2 separate regions of the Triticum aestivum genome follow, and region 1 is linked to region 2. A link is a contact called in public Hi-C data. All regions are on one chromosome and are shown on one strand. The core of a region is the stretch at or near the end of the contact, and the rest is flanking DNA. Distances in the headings are between cores, read along the strand shown.

Region 1 (4,344 bases), core at 987-3,486, 150 kb before region 2:
TGATACCATTCAGTAGTTAAGGATCAAAGCTCAAACTACATTTGAGAGTAAGATAGTTCAATACCATCTCATAAGCTTGGCGCAAACCAGCCGGCAAATTACTCATTGTCTTGTACCACTCTTGAAGAACGGCATCAACAAACTCCCTCTTAAAAAGCTGTACAAATGGGAGATGTAAGCTTAGAAACAGTTATCATACCCGAGGAGCACAGATCAGAGGGCTTCTCAGTAAGAATTAGACCTCTTGTATAATAATACGCCTTCTGAAAAATCCACTTTCTTCATCTCCATCGTCAGAGTCTTCAAAGTAATCATCATCATCACCATCATCATCTCCACTATTACCACCACCATAGCCAATTCGTTTCCCATTGTCTCCACCACCACCACCAGTTGCCAGCTATAGTGTTTTGTAAAGATACGAATCGTAAATGAACGAAGTTGTACATACTTTCCTAAGAGACAAGATACTAAACAATACCAAGCGCGCACGAGAAAACATTAAATATTAACAGACAAACTACCATTTCAAAGTGGAACATCCAAAAGCATATCCGCAGGAAGAAATTGTCAAGTTAAATAGAAACTGACAAATTGATTGAAAGGAATTTCATAGGATTTTTGGAGTGTTTGAATCCTTCAGAAATTTTCCTGTATGGGTTGCTTGATTCGCAGGATTAGAATCCTTGGGAAACTTCCTATGGATTCCTTTGCATTCTACTTTGGAGGAAAATTTTCATCCACTCAAACCTCTTGCTACAATTCATTAGTTTTCCTGTGATGTCAAACACTTTTTTATGCAAATTCCCAAAGTTTTCTAATCATATAAGATTCAAGATGAGATGGCACTCCAACCCTGTGTTTTTCTTATTCCTGTGTTCTTAGAATCGCGCGAATCAAAAGAGGTCTTCAAAGTGGAATCTCCAAAATACCTAAGTGCGGCACTGGACAACTTAAACTACACCCAATTTTTTGCACTTGAATGCCCTCTAAGTTCAGCTTGAAGATAAAAGAGATCTCCACCAATTTACATATTGCTGTATATGAATGTTTTAGAATATTAACAATTTGGGTGAGGATGAGCAGCCAAATTTGTGCATTAGGAGTTAAGTACATATAAAATAATTACAATCAACATTTTGACGGCCCAAAAACAAAACCGACCAAAAGAATTTAATCTTAATCCCTCTATGTGCACTAGTGCAATGAACGCATACACATTAGCACTATTTATGAACACTTTATACCATTAGAATCCCCATGTTCTGGTTTGGTCCAATCACCCTTGTCCAGAACACGCCATAGGGACTCAAGTTATATAGACCACAGTTTTGACAGAACTATATCTGCGATGCCACGGAATCACAGAGACGTTATGGAAGTGAGTTGTTGAATGAGAAGTGGACGAATGTGATTCATCCGAGCATTCTCTGTATAGCTTCCACTGTAGTACTTGGCCTCCGAACCACAGATCATGGACGGAAGCCTTTTTTGGTAGTACTTGGCCTCCCAATACGAGCTCCGTTTGGGCAGCAGAGAACCACAGATCATGGACGAAACGTATGCTGAAGGCGCGCACACACACAGAGATAAACTGCCAATTCCAACATCTCAAAGGACGCAACTCACGTGACACGTGTTCGTTCACTCATCTTGTAACACCAGCATCGGAATTCAGTAGTGCCTTCCGTTTCACGCAAGTGATAAAATCATAAAATCCAAGCTACAACACCAAGGAATCTTAACCAACGGCGTGACGAACGCACCTCGGGCTGGACGCCTTTGAGCCTCTTCTGGGAGAGGTCAAGCTTCGCCTTCTGGAGCGTGGCGGCCCCGAACGAGCCGCGCTGCCTCCCGCCCTTCATCTCCGGCGGGCCGGAGGCCGGCGCCGGGGTCGCGGCCAGGCACCGCTCGAGGCCAGCCGCGGCGCGGTCGCGGTCGCGGTCGCACCGCGAGGGGGGCGAGGAGGACGAGGAGACGGCGGCGACCCGGAGGCGGGTGCGGGGGAAGCGGACGAAGCGGGCGGGCGGGCGGGGCTGCGAGCGGGCGGGCGCGGCGAGGAGGCCGTGGTGGGAGACGGCGAGGGAGGCGGCGGAGGCCATGGGTGGCGGCGGGATGGGATGGATGGGATGGTGGCGTTGGTGGCTCCGCCGGCGGTGGGGCTTGGCTGCCTGCCTTCGAAGCCGAAGCGCCGCGGCACGAAGAGGGGCTTATCTGCTCTCTTGGAGTTGTTTTGTGACTTTTGTCTGTGTGGGGCCCGGGCTGCGTACTTCTCTCTCTTTTTATTTCGTGTGGGGGTTTTTGTTCAAAGCCTGTTCGCTTGCGCTGGGAAGATGCGGCTCGCGGCCGCCGCCGGGGGTTGGTGGGTGGTATTATGCCGCGGTAGGCGAGATCAGTCGGCCGGGGCAGGATGCGACGTCCGCCCGTCGGCCTCAGGGTCGGGATCTCCCCTTCGATTTTGCCTCGTATTCCCTCGCCTCTAGATCTCTCCTGGATCGCCTAATTTGTGCGAGGGAGGAATGCACATTTTTCATATCCAAATGAAGGATTTAGTTACAAATCGAAAGTCAGACTTTTGGCAAATCGGAAGTTTTAAATGACGAATTATGTTAAGGGAAGCACTCTGCGCCGGCGCGCCGGCTGAAACTTTCAGCCGGTCGGATGTGCACCGTCCGATTAACGTAAACACAACCGTTCGATTGTCTCCTTTATCCAAACAGCTTCGTTCTAAAATGCGATTCTAATACAGCGAGGCACGGCTCACCCACGGCCGCCGTTCGAAGCACCTGGCGTCGGCGTCGCGAATCCCGGTCAGGCGCTCGAAGCTCCCCGGAGTTGCCTCGCCGTCGACGCTCGCCGCCGCCGTCGGTCGCCGCCGTCGATGCTTGCATTTTTGAGCTGCTGGTTGCAGCCCCGCTGCACGCCGGCAGCAGCTCCCCCACACTTCCTCCTCGAACTTTGCGGTCGTGGGTAGCCGTCACTGGCCACGACGCTGCTGCTCATAGGTGACAGCTCCGCCGCTGGTGGCACCTCCCAGTTGCAAAGGTCATGGAGGCGGCAAAGTAACTCGCGAAAACCACTATATGTAGTTCCAGCAAAAAATTGCATCGCTTGTAACTTTTCTTGTCGCTGGTTGTAGCTCGCCGTGCGCAAGTCGTAGCCTCGATCTTCTCTGGTTCCAGCAAAAAGAAGACGGTTGTAACAAATGGCATTGCGGGTTCCAGCAGGTGGCCTCATGGTTGTAGCATTCTCAACATTGCCGCCTCTGGTTTTGCGGCCGTCGCGCCATCGTGGTCACCGCGGTCACCGCGCATAATAGCAAAACATTATGCCGGTTCCAGCATCTAGCGATAGCGGTTGCAGCATCTGTGGACACATGGTCACCGTGGTCACCACCATAGTAGCAAAACAATATGCCAGTTGTAGCACTTTGGATCGCCGGTCGTAGCATATTTGGACGCCGGTTGTAGCAAAAAAAATGTCAGTTTTTGCTGGAATGGGGCATCGGTGGTGCTACAACCAACCACGGGATTTGCTGGAACTGAACATTAGTGGTGCTACAAAAACAGCCATGAAATTTGCTGGAACCGGCTTTCTTCCAACCATGGCGTTTATGTTTTCTTTTGCTTCAACCGCAGAGGTCAAAGCTGCAACCAGTGTTGCGCAGTGCTGGAAAGGTTCAGTAGGTAATGGACGGAGGAGGTGACCACGGTAAATGGCTGACCAATGTCGACGAGGGAGCTGGGCTGCAAGCGGAGGCGACGGCGAAGCTGCATCTGCTGGCGCGAGCGCTCTAGCTTTTTTTCAAGAGAGAGCTGAGCTGCATCTGCTGTGCGCGGCAGCTGCAGCTTTTTTCGAGAGAGAGCTTGCACCCTGATGTGATGCGGCCGTCGGGGGCGAGCCGGGATGGTGCTGGAGGTCTCCTCGCCGGCCGGCTGTGCAGTAGGCGCGCGCGCTCGTGGGCGAAAGAAGGGATAAGGGGGCGCGTGCGGGAAAAACGGAACCGCCAGATTAGATCAATTGGGATCGAGTGAGCTCGCGAGACCGGCCGAAGTTTCGGCCGGCGTGCCGTACCCAAACATTTTCCTTATGTTAATGTGCGGATGAGAATTTCCTTTAGCAAGTAAGTACTCCATCCGTCCGGAAATACTTGTCACAGAAATGGATAAAAATAGATGTACTTAGAACTAAAATACATCTAGATACATCCATTTCTTCGACAAGTATTTTCGGACGGAGGGAGTAGTACTATAGGAGTATATGATAAATCTTTCCAAATGATAACGCCCACATGTGTGGCATATCTGCACTTCGCCTACACGCTTTGATCTCCGTCTGTTAGAG
Region 2 (4,125 bases), core at 1,475-3,974:
AGCATTGCTGCATTTCAAACCAGGCCTTAGATGCAGGCCATGGCGCGCATTCAGAACGACTATCATCTCGACCAAATTGTACCAAACTTTAAATCAGTAGACCCGTTCAATAGATTGTTAATTAGAACTCATGTAATTGTTCGAAACAACAGGAAGGGGGAAAAGGGATGAATCAAATCATCAAATGGTTACAAGTGAAATTTGCATGCAAATTAGCATACAACAATACAGGTGCAAGAAAGAAACAATAGTCAAATAGCTACATGGTGGTTCCATAAGAATAGAAGCGCATGGAATTGATCTTCATAAACTGAAGACTGAGGAAGTGCATACCTGTGTGCATATATTTCAAAGCTCGAAGCATCTGATACAAGAAAAACTGATAATGCTCCCTCGTCAAATCATCATTAGCCTTTATTACTTGATGAAGATCTGACTCCATAAGTTCGAAAACAACATATATATCTTTGAAATCCTTTTTGGATGGGGGGAGCAAGATATGCTTTATTTCCACTACATCAGGGTGCCTAAGAAGCCTGAGAAGCTTGATTTCACGGAGTATGCGTGCAGCATCCGATATATGCTCAAAAATGTTGTGTATCTTCTTTATTGCAACCTTCTCTCCTGTTTGTGTATCATTTGCAGAACATACAAGTCCATAACTACCTTTGCCTATGACCTCCAGAACTTTGTATCGATTAGTATCGCCATATTCAGTAAAGAAATCAATTTCCGCTGCACTCTGAATTAGAGAAAATAGTCAGATAACTAATACCGTTACACATTAAACCTACCAAAGACAGAAGACAATGACCATCCATGATGGTACTACCACTTGGTTACTCTATGATCAAAAGGAAAATGTGTACTTTTGACCCCTAAACTATTGTTTTGGGTGTAGATCTGGTCGTCAACTCCTAAAACGGTACTTTCACCCTTCAACTCTCAGTACTGTATACCTTTGCTCAATCGAGGTGGTTTTGACTGTTCCAAAATGGTTTTGATCGTTGCGGCATCTACATGTAGGCCAAATCACATATCTGCAGTCTTACCAATTTCCTCCCAGAAATTCCTAAAATTTAATTAAGAAGCATAAAAAGGCAAAATATATATATACTTCAAACGAAGATATCAATGCATCTAGCAAAAAGACATCAGTTTTGAAGAAACGGAGAAAATTATCAGAAAGGGGAAAAAAGAGTAAAATCATACACAGCATAATGGGGTAAAAAAACTCGAGAAACTCTTTTTATTTACAAAAACTCATATTTTCAAAAATCAAGAAAACAAAAAATAGTCAAAAGGAAAATCAAGAAATTGCAAATAAAAGGAGATTATGACTCGTTTATTAAATTGCTTTTCTTCTAATAAACCAAAAAATGTCGGATTTGCTCCTTTTTTCTCTCTCAAATTCCTTGTAAATGCAGAATATGAAATATCATTTTTTATTATATTTTCCTTTTTTGTTTTCTTTCTCTGCTTTTTAAATAGGTTTGTGGATTTTTGGAACGAGATTAGTGATGCAGCAGACACATGGTGCTGGCGCTGCATCAGTAAAAACCGCTTTGAAACGGTCAACCCGTCTTGAGTGACAAAAAGTACACGAAATGACAGTTCAAGGGCAAAAATATCTGGTCGTGGGACCAGATCTACACCCAGCCAATAGTTTAAGGGGCCAAAGATACATTTCCGAATCAAAACACTGCTGCAAATTAATCACAGATGTTCAGTGGTATTGATGTCAAAACCAGAGCAAGTCCCTCTCCGCCTACAAATTAATCATCCAGCGTCAGTATGACATACTAGCTTGCAAGCAAACAGTGGAATGGAGCAAAGGTTTTCCGCTGTTACTACCAGGTAGATATAAAGATATTCCTTTGATATGTAATCACATACTCCAGAGCCAAGAACTACGCACACCTCTCACTGCAAATTTACAATTCACTTACTTTGTAGCATGTGGAAAAATAAATTATTACTCCCTCTGTAAACTAATATAAGAGAGTAGTGATCTAAACGCTCTTATATTAGTTTACAGAGGAAGTACTACCAAAGAGTGAAGGAGGTGTCCCTAGAAACAGCAGCTACTTTGTAGAATAACAACATTAGCAAACAAAAATGTCCCAAAGTCATAGCATGTCCCCTAGTTTTATTCGCTTAAACTAATATTAAACCCATTTGGACCTCTTACTCGAATTGCCATCATCCCAAACATTTTCACTACACCCATCCATCTAAACAGGCAAAGCCAAAGAATACAAGAGCTCGAACCTTCTTGCGCAAATCGCTGTTCTGCATCTCGGAGCCCGTGGTGGAAGCTTCACAAGATCGACCTTTCTTTCTTTCTTTTCCCTCCTGCCACGATCCCGCCAGACAGACAGACCGGCCGTGGATGTCCTTGCTCAGGCCGGGTCAGCCGCACTTGCCCCACCGGCTCCTGCTCCGAATCGCGTTCCCGCAGTCGTTCCTGCTCCTCATACACCCCTCGCCGCCACCGTACGTGGCTGCCGTGGCCGCCGCCACGGCCGGGTTTTTGTACGGTTCGGGAAGATCGCGAGCCGGCGGCAGTCGCTTCGGATCTGGGGGGAGGGGGAGGGGGCGTCGTGCGTGGAGAGAGCTCGTCGGCGTGCTGTGGTGAGGCAGCGGAGGAAGCTGGGGTGACGATGTGGGAGGGATATTTTCTCTTCTCTTTCTCCTCTGTTTTCTCCGCGTGCGTGGCAGCTATACCTCGTGGATTCTCGGTGGCGTTTCGCCGTTTCCAAAGGTAGATCACAAGACTCGGGCTCTCTTTAGACCAAAAATATAATTTCTTTAGACTGAAAATACATTGATGACAGGGATCACGGAGGGTCCGTCCCACGTTGGGTGACGGTTAGGTTAGGTCCGGCGATCACGGAGGCGACTGCGCCCCCGGGTCTCGTTGGTAGTTCCCGTCCAGTCTCAATCAGATCTCGCCGCCGATCAGCCGGGTGCAGAGCCGTCGCTCCTGTACTCCTGGCCGTGGTGCGAGCCCCGCCCCCACCATAAGCCTCTCGCGTGCGTCCTAGGGCACGCGACCGTAATACACCACTTCTAGGTTTCCCCTGAGGCGTTGAGGCGTGCTAGATCAATGGAGAAGGTGGCCGGTCTGTTGGAGCAGATGAAGCTTTCGGAGGAGGAGAGGAAGGGGTGAAGATCAGGTGGGCGTCGAAGGCGAAGGGGAACGAAGGGGAGATCAAGGCGATTGGCAAGGTACTGTCTGAGAGGCCGGCGCACCCGGATGCGATCAGCTTCTCGCTGGGGCGATGTTGGTGTCCGTTGAAGGGGGTGGACTGCAAGGAATTGGGGGAGAACATCTTTCTGTTCACCTTCAAGCAGGAATCAAGGAAGAGGAAAGCGTTGGAGGAAGGACCATGGATGTTTGACAATGATCTAGTGGTCATGGTGGATTTCGTGCCTAGCAAGAGAATCGACCAGTATGTGTTCGAGGAGGTGCCGATCTGGGTTAGGGTTTTTGGCCTGCCGCTAAGGAAGATGGAGGAGGACACGGCGAAGGACATTGGTAATTTGGTGGGGAAGTTTGTAGAGATGGGCATGGGGGCTGATGGTTCCAGGATGGGAAGGTACCTGCGCATTAAGGTTCGTATGCCAATATCTAAACCAATCATGCGAGGTTTCTACCTGGATGTAGAGGAGGAGAGTGATGAGGAAAGGATGGGGGAGGGAGCAAAGAGGAAGGAAGAAGAAAGGCTGTTCTGCAAGTTTGAGTATGAGTTCCTCCCGGACTTCTGCTATGTGTGTGGGATGCTTGGACATGTGGAGAAGGGGTGCTCGGTGAGGTTGGGGAAGGGGGAGAAGGCACAATATGGGAAGTGGTTGCGGGCTGACATGGGAAGACGCGGGGGAGAAGAAGGGCGGATGTGGAGAGGCAATTATTATGGCAATGGCAGTGGGAGTGGCTCTGGTGGGGGAAGGAATCTTGGCAGCAGAGGGGCAGGGGGGAGATCAAGGAGCGACAGCCTCAATTGGCATAAAACTGACTCAGGGTCCAGCAGGGATAAATCGGAGGATGGGGAGGAGGTGAATAGCCCCAGTAAACTAGTCAGTGCAAGAGGGGGATTGATGCAACGGAAGAGGCTGGAGTTC

What was found. A called contact is a pair of places that touch in the nucleus more often than the background predicts.
Region 1: a Hi-C map of leaf shows a contact between it and region 2, with 5 times the contacts expected there. The contact joins the promoter of LOC123158205 here to the promoter of LOC123155839 in region 2. A contact is called at or near these places in 3 of 5 Hi-C or Micro-C datasets (leaf and an unstated tissue).

What each region holds. Positions count from the first base shown.
Region 1 is chr7B:462,179,691-462,184,034 of IWGSC CS RefSeq v2.1, reverse strand. LOC123158205 (protein RETICULATA-RELATED 1, chloroplastic) reads right to left here and starts at 2,236. Exons shown (of 8, transcript XM_044576286.1): 1 at 1,767-2,236; 2 at 242-400; 3 at 65-157. The coding sequence starts at 2,102.
Region 2 is chr7B:462,027,144-462,031,268 of IWGSC CS RefSeq v2.1, reverse strand. LOC123155839 (mitogen-activated protein kinase 11) reads right to left here and starts at 2,724. Exons shown (of 9, transcript XM_044573983.1): 1 at 2,272-2,724; 2 at 334-742. The coding sequence starts at 2,298.